Regions from separate parts of the Sus scrofa genome. Here region 1 is linked to region 2. A link is a contact called in public targeted proximity ligation data. All regions are on one chromosome and are shown on one strand. The core of a region is the stretch at or near the end of the contact, and the rest is flanking DNA. Distances in the headings are between cores, read along the strand shown.

Region 1 (5,011 bases), core at 1,989-4,488, 100 kb before region 2:
ATGAAGACAGGAGGTAGGTACCATGTCCCAGGTAAGGGAACAGCACATGACGATGCATGTTCTCAAGATACGAAGGAACCACAGAAATATTTTAAGCAGAAAGTGACATGAAGTTATATGTATCCCAAAAAGATCTGCCCTCAGTGTAAAAATTAAATAGGGGAGGGATCAAGATTAGAAAGTGAGAAAAGTTAAAGCCTGAACTAGGGTGCTCTCAGTCGGGTTTGAAAAGGAGACAGATCCACAACAATGAAATGTAGCCCTGTATCACTATTGCCAATGATGAATACGGATTAAATGCCATCACCATTGAGCAAGATTTTATTTTCGTTGCTTTAACTTCCCTCCAGAAATTCTACAATGCGCGTGTGTGTGTTTGGGTGAGAATGAAAATATCGTCTCCTTGTTTTAGTGTTAGAAATATATCTCTTTGATAACATCATCTTTTTCTTGAGTGTTAGCTTAAAATCAAATGACAATAGATTTTATATCCGAGTGATCTTCCAGAAGAGTCTTTCTATTTCAAGTCAAGCTATCCTATAGTAGATGCATTTTGAGAGTGCCTAACGGAGTATTTTATTGCCAATCTGATTTTTGCACCATTTTACAATGAACTGGTAGTTGATGTGTGACTACTCTTTTCAACATGCTTTTTAAATCTTCATTGGGAACGGGGCACTAAGTGATCCTGCTGTTCTAACGGGTGAAGAGATGATACACAAAGGGGACCATGCTGCTCACAGTCCATGCAAGAAATTCCAGTTGAGGCTACAGGCATATTGAGGAGGCTGGCATCAGTTGTAAAATAAGTGAAATAAATTTGATGTGGCAATAGAGTAGCATGGATTAAATAGAGTAGTGATATAAATTCTGTGCCTTAGTTTCCTCATTTGTGATGATTTTTATGAGATGAAATTAATTTTCACCTGGAGATGAAGCAGTCAAGAGCATAGATTCAGACTTCACGAGCAGAATGCTCAGCTAGAATGCCAGGTTGACCGCTAGTGGCCTGTGACCTTGGGTGAGTTATTTGCCTTCTCTATACTCACTCTCCTCATCCGTTGAAGAGGGATAATAATAATAATACATATTTCATAGGGTTGTTGGGAGATTCAACAAGTTAATATTTACAGAGTTCTCAGAATAGTGCCTGGTACATAGTAAGTGCTATGTAAGTGTTTACTAAATATATAAAATTAAAAATGGGGGGGGGAAGAAAATAATTTAGTCTCAATAAAAGCTTGTTTCTTTGCATTTCAAACATCTAAAAAAACTTCTTTGGATGAAATATAGTATATGATTTAGGTCAAAGAGTGCTCAGTGAAAAAGAACACTTCTTTTAAAATAGTTTTCCACATTTTTCCTTTAAAATCTGTTCCAGGTGTATCAATACACATATATGTTGATTTATGCAGGAGTGTGAATTTGTGTTTCTATCAATGTTTATATACATAAATAAGTGCATTAAATATAACAATGTATAGCCAAAGGCCTCTGATTGCATTATTTGTTATTATATAATCCCCGTAATAAGGATGTTAGTTTCTGAATAAGCTGGTCAGTCAATACATTCTGGTCTGAGCCTCTTTTAATTTTCCTGTGCATTGACAGGACAGAATTGAGACTAAAAGAAGCAGTGGTGCTGTGCTCTAGTTCTGATCGCTGTTGCTTTCCAAAAAGGAATCGTGTTTACATTAGAGTATTTGGCAAGCATGAAGTAGTTGTTTTTTTTTTTTTTTTTTTTTTTTTTTTTTTGAAGACCTGCTTTTAAGGCCAGATTTGCTCAGGGTGGGGCCCTGCTCTTGGCTTAGAAGCCACATTCACCACTGGTCCCTTAGCTGGAAAACACAAGTGGCCAATTTTGCTGTGACCCATTGCTGCACTGTTAACGACCTGCAAAAAAAGAGAAGGTCCTTGGCAAACAGCCTTTAAAATGCAGAAGAATCTAGGTGTCAAAGGATCTTCATCCCCTGCGATAGGAACCTTTTTGTCACAATGCAAGTCATCTTTCCTAACTTTTAACTTGGAGGCACCATGGTGATTATTTCATTTGGCAATAACTAGGGTGACCCTGTGTAATGAGAATGAACCATCCTGGCACCAATCGGAATAATGTCATAGGCATTTTATTGACGGTTTAAGCACCCCAAGACTAATACTTTCCCAAAGACAAAGTCTTTCTCCTCTTAGTCCTCAGTGTCAGTGACATTTGGTGGCAGCTTTTTCATTTTGGTGCTATTCATGACGGCTGAGAGAGGTGCATGGAGATTCTCAAAAACAAGTAGACAGTGGACCACATCTTTTTCATCTTTGGCCACTGCTCCACGTTTTAAGTTTTCTGAAATCAAGATGTGCCATATAATTGCCTTTGTGTGAAATGGTGTGTGTGTGCTTTTCTCTAGTTTCCCTTCCCTAGTCCTAGGTAGGAATGCCCCCTCTAAATTGCCACCGGAAACCGTCTAAATCAATGGGGATGCCCACCTGCTGAGTGTAAAGAGTTTCACAGCAGGGCTAAGCCTGCCCTCCTCCCCCATTCATTTTCTTTCTGGTTGCTTGTTCACTTCTCTTGGAAGAAGCATTCAAACACTCCAGGTCTACTCCAGTTCTTTCCTTTGATGGTTCATTTGCAGGCTCATCCCATCATTCTAAATTCTAGAGCTCCTCATTTTTCGTAAGCACTGATAATGTTTTGCTACCCATCATAAGCAAATAAAAATTGTGGAGGGACAACTAGAGCACTGGCTATGTTTATTTGTGATTCTACACGACTCTGTTAAGCCACTGATACTTTCTAGGAACACGACCACTGAATTCGACGGTTAACGTGAATTGTTCCTGCGTTTGGATATTTGCTATCTTGACAATGAATTATATTATTCATTTCATTTGTCTCTGTTGTTGCAAGAGGCCTTGTGGATGGGAGTGGTCTTGCTAATCAATCTCTCTTCAGAGGTTCCCTCACCAGTATATTCCCTTTATTTAAAAAAATTAAAAAAAATAATGTGTATAAAAGGTGCGTCACAATTTGATCTACATAGTGAATGATTAGCTTGTCTAGCTAATTAAAGTATCACCAAGGTAGTGTGTGTGTGTGTGTGTTATAAGAATACATGAAATCTACTTTCTTAGAATTCAGTTAGTATTAACTATAATCATCATGCTGTATATTCAGTCTCTAAACTTAGTCATCCTACATAACTGACGGACAACTTTGTATCCTTTCGCAAGCATCTCCCCACCCCTGGTAACCACTCTTACACCCTCTGCTTCTCTGTATTCATTTTTTTAGATCCCACATCCGCATGAGCTCATGAAGGGTTTTTGTTCGTTTGTTTCTGTGTTCCCTTACTGTATTTTCTATAGTTTGGGGAGAAGAATAATTCAATTAGCATACAGAAGATTCAGCCTTTTCACTTGTAATTATGAAAACCTGGGCAGAGATGATGGTCAGCAAAAGACTAAAACTGACAAAGAAACACCCTCACAAGCCTGGACAAAGTCCTATTTCCCAACTCTGTGGGGCTCAGGACCTGGTGTGAGTCCTGCGGTGAGGTCTGTGGCTCTCTTTTTAAATTCTCTTCCTGGGGCTTAGGCTTTAGAAATTGGTAAGATAAGAGCTTGGCTTTTTTTTTTTTTTTTCCTTTCTTTTTTTTTCTTTTCAGAAAGGACAATTTGGGGCTGCAATTGGGGTGGCCCTTCAAATCAGGACAAAAGAGGCTTAGTAAGGCTAATATCAAATAAGCCCATAATGATAATTTTAGAAAGTGCAAATGAAAACACTGTATCAGAGAGTAAGCGGGGAGGGAGTTCTCTTCTTACAACGCCCGGGGTGATTTTGTGTTCATTAGTGATGAGTCCCAGACTGGGATCAAGATTAGAGCACTGAATCCAGAGACGATTGCACTACATTTCTGTGCGTTTTCTACTTCACTTATGTCGTCACTTGTATTCGGACGGCCACGTGACATAGTTGACTATTGAATCAGACAGGCCCCTGTTTGCATCTGGGGTACTTAATTATCGATCCGACCTTATGTAAAGGTCTTCCCTCTGGTAAATAGGAATGGTGATGTTTGTTTCATAGCATTGCTGTGAGATTTCAGTACATCTATGCAATGCACCTAGTACTAAAGGATATTCTTTCCTTCTCCCCTTTCCTAGATTATGGACTTTGTAAGTACTTATTCAAGTTCTGTTTAAAGATTAATGCATTTTCTAAAGAACTGAAGGAATGTCTTTTAGTGGCAGACTACATCCTTTACAAAACAGAAGAATCATTCAAGAGCTAATAACAGAAAGGTAATTAGTGGAATGATGATGGATGGTTTTGAAGTGGCAAAAGAAAAGGAATACCCCAAATGATAGCATTATTAACTGCAGAGAGGTTAAAAAAAAAAAAAAAAATGGACTCCAACAGATGTATGCATCTTTTAGGACTGTTGGTCATTTCTTTGTGAGAAAGATAATAGGGTGTTTTTTTCTTATTTCTGGAAGCAGAGAGTCTAGGGGAAACCTCCAAGTTTGAGGAGTCAAGTTCCACTACCTGCGCTGGGCTGTTGGTTCTTTCGTTGCCCTAGAGCTATTTCAACACTGCCTCCTGGTGGTGGGAGAAGAGGTATTTTATAAATAAATTAAAGGTGTAGGAGATATTGGATTAACTGGCTAATAAAGGTCCCCAAAGAGAACTAAAACTCTGAAAAACAAAATTGGAACAATATCAGATCAAACTGATATATGTTTCCCACTCTGGGTAAGAAACCATGTTAACCATGATGAGATGGATTTGGGAATCCTTTTACAAAATATGAGCAGTGGGTGTTTCTTTGGCAGATGACAGACTGAGTAAGGAAGAGTCACAGATTGGTTGAATGAAGGAGACAGAGATTATTTCATTTTAGTGGTTTTGGGAGGAACACTGTTTTTCCTTGTAGTCATTAAACTGGTGAACACCCAGGAAATTCAGTCAAAGAGTAGTAAAATATCAGAGTTGGAAAAGATAGTAAGAATCCTT
Region 2 (4,613 bases), core at 51-2,550:
ATAGCTAGCCAGCCATAATTTCAAGAATTACAAAAACAAAGAAACATTACCATCAGGTGGGTATATGTAACCCAGAGATGGCCATTGATGTTTCTGTGTGAAGCACAAGGTATTGTAATTTTAGATGTTAGGCAGAGAACAAGTGTTACAGCTCATTGTTCCAGGGAATTTAGTTGCATGATTATGAGTCAAACCATCTGAGTCTGCACTGGTATTTGAAACTCAATATCTCTTGCACAAAAGCTATGGGAGAAATGAGATGATTTCCAATACCTCTTTCAATTTTGGCATTCTATGGTTCTAGAAATGACTGAGAAGGTCATTAGTTGCTCTGTAAACAAACACAATAAAATCTATATGAGATTAAGAGCAATGAAGTCTGTGTTTAGTCTTATAATTACTTTATTCTATGTGCATATAAATCTTATATGCTTGTTATATGCTTTTATATATATATTCATATATATATATATCTTTTATAAAAGAGACCTAATGATGTCATATGAGGAAAAATGGAATCAGCTAAGTGTAATAAACAAAATGAAGAGGAGACAAGGATTTACATAATAGGAGTTTTTAAATATAGAAAGGTCTGTAAAGGTTGATCAGGCCAATGGGATTCAACTTTCTTTATATAGCTCTAACAGATACAAGTTAGGAGAAAAAATTCCATGTCAGTGTAACAAATTTGCTACCAAGTTGTTTGAGAATAGCGTAAACTCCCTCACTTTTCAGTGTGCTCTTGATGCTGTACTGAAAGTTTCAGCGTACCCTTGATGCTGTTTGAGCAACATATTCAGTAGGGGATTCAAGGATCATGTTCCTTGCCACCCTGCAAGGGTTTTGTCATTCCATGAATCTAGCCCTACTCTCTCAGTTAGGAAGTAGTCCTGAGACTACTCTAGTCCTTCTCTAGTCCTTCAAATGCTTCAAGAAAAATTCATTAGAGAATCACTACAAGCCCAACAGATAGGTCATGGTCTAATCTTTGACAATTTGTAATCCCCCCTCTAGCCACCCTACATGACAAAGAAAGCAATTTCCCCTAAAGGAATGTCCCCTTGCAATGAAGTTCCACGAAACCTGAGGCTCCACAGCCCTGGGTCTTTAATTCACTCCTCCTGGGTAGAGTCAAACTTCATCATGCTGCTAGAAGGAATACCTACCACAGTCAGGAAACTAACCGGGGAAGTAGATCTGTCAGAGCCTCTAGCCACCCAGAAGGAGCTCCAAGAATCTTAATCCTTAGTGAACCATGAAACTTCAGGGCAGGCAGTTTACAGCTGGAGGTTTGTTTGCCTATGCAAATTCCATCATAAATCACCTCATCCTCAGCTAAAAGGCGGAGGCCAAGGTGCTGTGTGGCGTTATCCCTGGGTCACCAAGGCTTAAGATTTATGAGGCAAACCAGCCATGGACTGGTTCCATTAACTCCCATTTTCCAGAGGAAGAAACCAAGATCCCAAGTAGAAAAGATTTTCCTTAGTCTTAAGAGATTGTTGAGACAGGAGTTCTGCCATCTGATGCTCCATTTTCTCTCCAGCCAGTCTGCTGAGATCAGTGACTTCAATTCCTGTTAATGTTTCCAAAGCCCTTAATGGTGGGAAGTACGGCAATGTGAGGTCAGAGGATAACCCCTCATTGCCTCTAATCGCTGACCGTGTGGCTGTGTATAACAGGCTGTTGCTAAAGAGTCATACAGCACTCCTCCACTCACGTCATCAACTTCACGTTTCCTTGGTGAGGAGTCACAACATGTGTTTCTTGACAAACTGCTTTCTCTTTTAGGGGTATTTAATGGTTTCTCCCTGCTGGCTCAGAATGGTAATAACAGCTTAGTGAATCAAAAGGGATAGGTGATTTTAAGAGGGGATGGGAGTAGTCCAAGGGAAGAAAGAGAAGGAGGGAGATAAAGTGCCAAAGACGCTTAGCTCTAAATCCCATGGGTAACATCACAGCGTCAAATTTGTCTTGATGTGGATACAAAATTTATGGGTGCATTTGAGTTCTATCTCTGTTTCTGGTAACACTTTATAATCCTGCAGGCTTGAGAACTCCTTTACCCTTGATGAGGCTGTGTTTTCTTAGCTGAGAAAGGGGATACCGTCCCCCTGCCCCCCAACCCACACCCACACCCACACCCACACACAGAGGCATGTATATACACATACAGTCTAGGTGCCTGGGAGGACTTAATTGAATCAGAAGCCATATGGAAAAGTTCTGAAAATGATCAAAGAGCACACCCAGAAAATGTGTGTGAGACTGACAGAGAGGTGGCAACAAACACTGGGTTACCACAAAGAGCCCTCTGATGATAACTTAGAGAGTTGTCATCACCTCAACCTAGACTCATCTTTGTTATAATCTTTGCTCCATCACTTCACAGTTATGTGGCATTGAGCAACATATTTAAGTTCCCCAAGGCTCATTTTTATCATCAGTAAAGCAGAGACAACAGTCTCTTCTCTTATCTGCCCCCCAGGGTTCTTGCAAGAAAGGGGTGAGCCAAGAGATGTGAAATAAAATGCTTTTAAACTCTAAACCTAGATTACATCCATGATTCAAGGAATATATGATTATTTCTGAACCTTAGGCTCCCCACAAAGGCACTGGACCTCCTGGTCCTCTGGCTGAGGAAAGATGCCAAGAGACCAGGCCTCCTGGGAACTTTATCTTCTGTCACTTGTGAAGCAGTAGGAGGCAATGATTAAGATAAGGACTCTAGGGACATACTGCTTGGATTTGAATCCTGGCTCCATCATTTCCCAGATGTCTGACCTTAGGTAAACATTTTATTTCTCTGCCTCAGTTTCTTTGTCTACTAAATTTGTATAAAATATAAATCCATAGGGCTGCTTAAGAGATTAAATGAGCTAAAACATATAGGTAGAAGCTACAACTATGAATGCTCCCTTTCCCAGGCTTAGTCCAATTTGGATCTCCTTCTGTAGGACCAGCCCACAGAAAAGATTTACCTCCGGGACCAGGGTATGGAGAGGCAGGTTATTGTTTATCCCTTAGTTTTCCTGCCAGGATTTGCTTCATCTAAGGACTCTGTTTGGTCTTGGAGGTTCAGAAGCTAATGGTTGCAAATTTCTCTAAGCCAATTTGGCTGTTCTAAATTCTTGGGTTTTTGTTTTTTATTTCTAGTTAAGTAGACTTTGGGGAGATGTTAGGATTGTGGGTCTTTTCATTATGATTTCACTATTAGGTTAAAATAAACAAGTTAGTCTGGGACCAATTCAACTACACATGTTGATATCCATTGTCAAACAGTAAAAAAAGTCATATCCTTTCTTGTGAATATTCAATGGAACCCCAGTTCTCTGTTGTTTCAGGTACTATAGGACTACCTTAAATAAAAGGGTATCTAAGACAAGTGAGATCATATTCTTACTTGGATATGGGCAAAATGTCTGGCTGGAGTCCCATAAATTGTCCAAATCCAAAGTTGGACAGAACATTTCTTAGACAATAAGCTTATGTTTTTATTCCTACTGATAGAGACACTTGACCCAATAGGTGCCTCATAGTTTACCTCTGCAAAAGAAGAGAGTGTCTCTATAATATTCCTCGCCAATCCACATGTATTCAATCTCACTAATTCTACAGCCGCTCATTTCTTAATTCATTATGCTCTGGTTTCACCAGTTAAAACCCTCCTTTAATATCTATTAGGTTAATTAATATAATTTTTGGTCCGAATGGAGAGAAAGGGAATTGATACTGTGTGGTAGCTGCCTCTGAGGCAGGGTGTATGATCAAAGTCTGATGTGCCAATTTCTAATTAGATTAAGTAATCAACCACAGAGTAGAGGTTAGATTCTCTCTCTCTCTTTCTCTCCTCTCTCTCTCACACATACACACACACACAATTTAGGCTGAAACAATTTCCTAAGTAAATTACAGACTACAGATCAATTATGGCAGAGCTAATATATTTCAGGAAATTAGTGCATTTAAGCCATTCTGTCCAAGAATTTTTCAAAAAGCTTCTTCTGGCTTTTTGGCCTAATCGTCATCAAAGAGACACTGGTTGAAATAGATCCAAATTCTTTAGACAATTTCCTCTACTTCGAGATTTGAAGTCATTGTTTTCTTTCAGGCACCATTAGCTCCAGCCAGACTGTTGCTCATACAACCTCATGCTTTCTAATCTTTTAAAATTTTGTATCCATTGGTCCTTCTATTGCAACGTCTTTTCTACTCGTGCAACATGCTAATGTTCATCCGTATTTCCAATATCTAATTGATATCTTTCTTTCGTAAAACTTCCCTGATTCTCCCAACATAAACCGTTCACTTTCCTAGGAGTCCCCACTGTGGTGCAGCATTATCTCTGAGGTGGCATGGGTTCCATCCCTGGCCAGGGGCAGTGGGCAGTGGGCAGTGGTCAAAGATGCAGCATTTCCACAGCTGTGGCATAGGTTGCAGCTGTGGTATAGGTCACAGCTGTGGTTCACATTTAATCCCTAGCCCTGGACTTCCATATGCCATGTGTGCAGCCAAAAAAAAAAAAGCCGAAAAAACCAACAAAACAAAACAAATAAAAACCCAAAAAAGCAAAATGCTCTCACTCTCCTAAGACATTTATTCTACTTCAAATTTAA

What was found.
Region 1: a targeted proximity ligation map of alveolar macrophages shows a contact between it and region 2. A contact is called at or near these places in 3 of 47 Hi-C or Micro-C datasets (embryonic fibroblasts and epiblast stem cells) and 1 of 2 datasets of targeted methods (alveolar macrophages).

The regions. Positions count from the first base shown.
Region 1 is chr4:17,534,173-17,539,183 of Sscrofa11.1, reverse strand. No RefSeq gene overlaps it. Among named protein-coding and RNA genes, the nearest start is that of SHAS2, 46 kb to the left of the region's middle.
Region 2 is chr4:17,429,193-17,433,805 of Sscrofa11.1, reverse strand. No RefSeq gene overlaps it. Among named protein-coding and RNA genes, the nearest start is that of SHAS2, 150 kb to the left of the region's middle.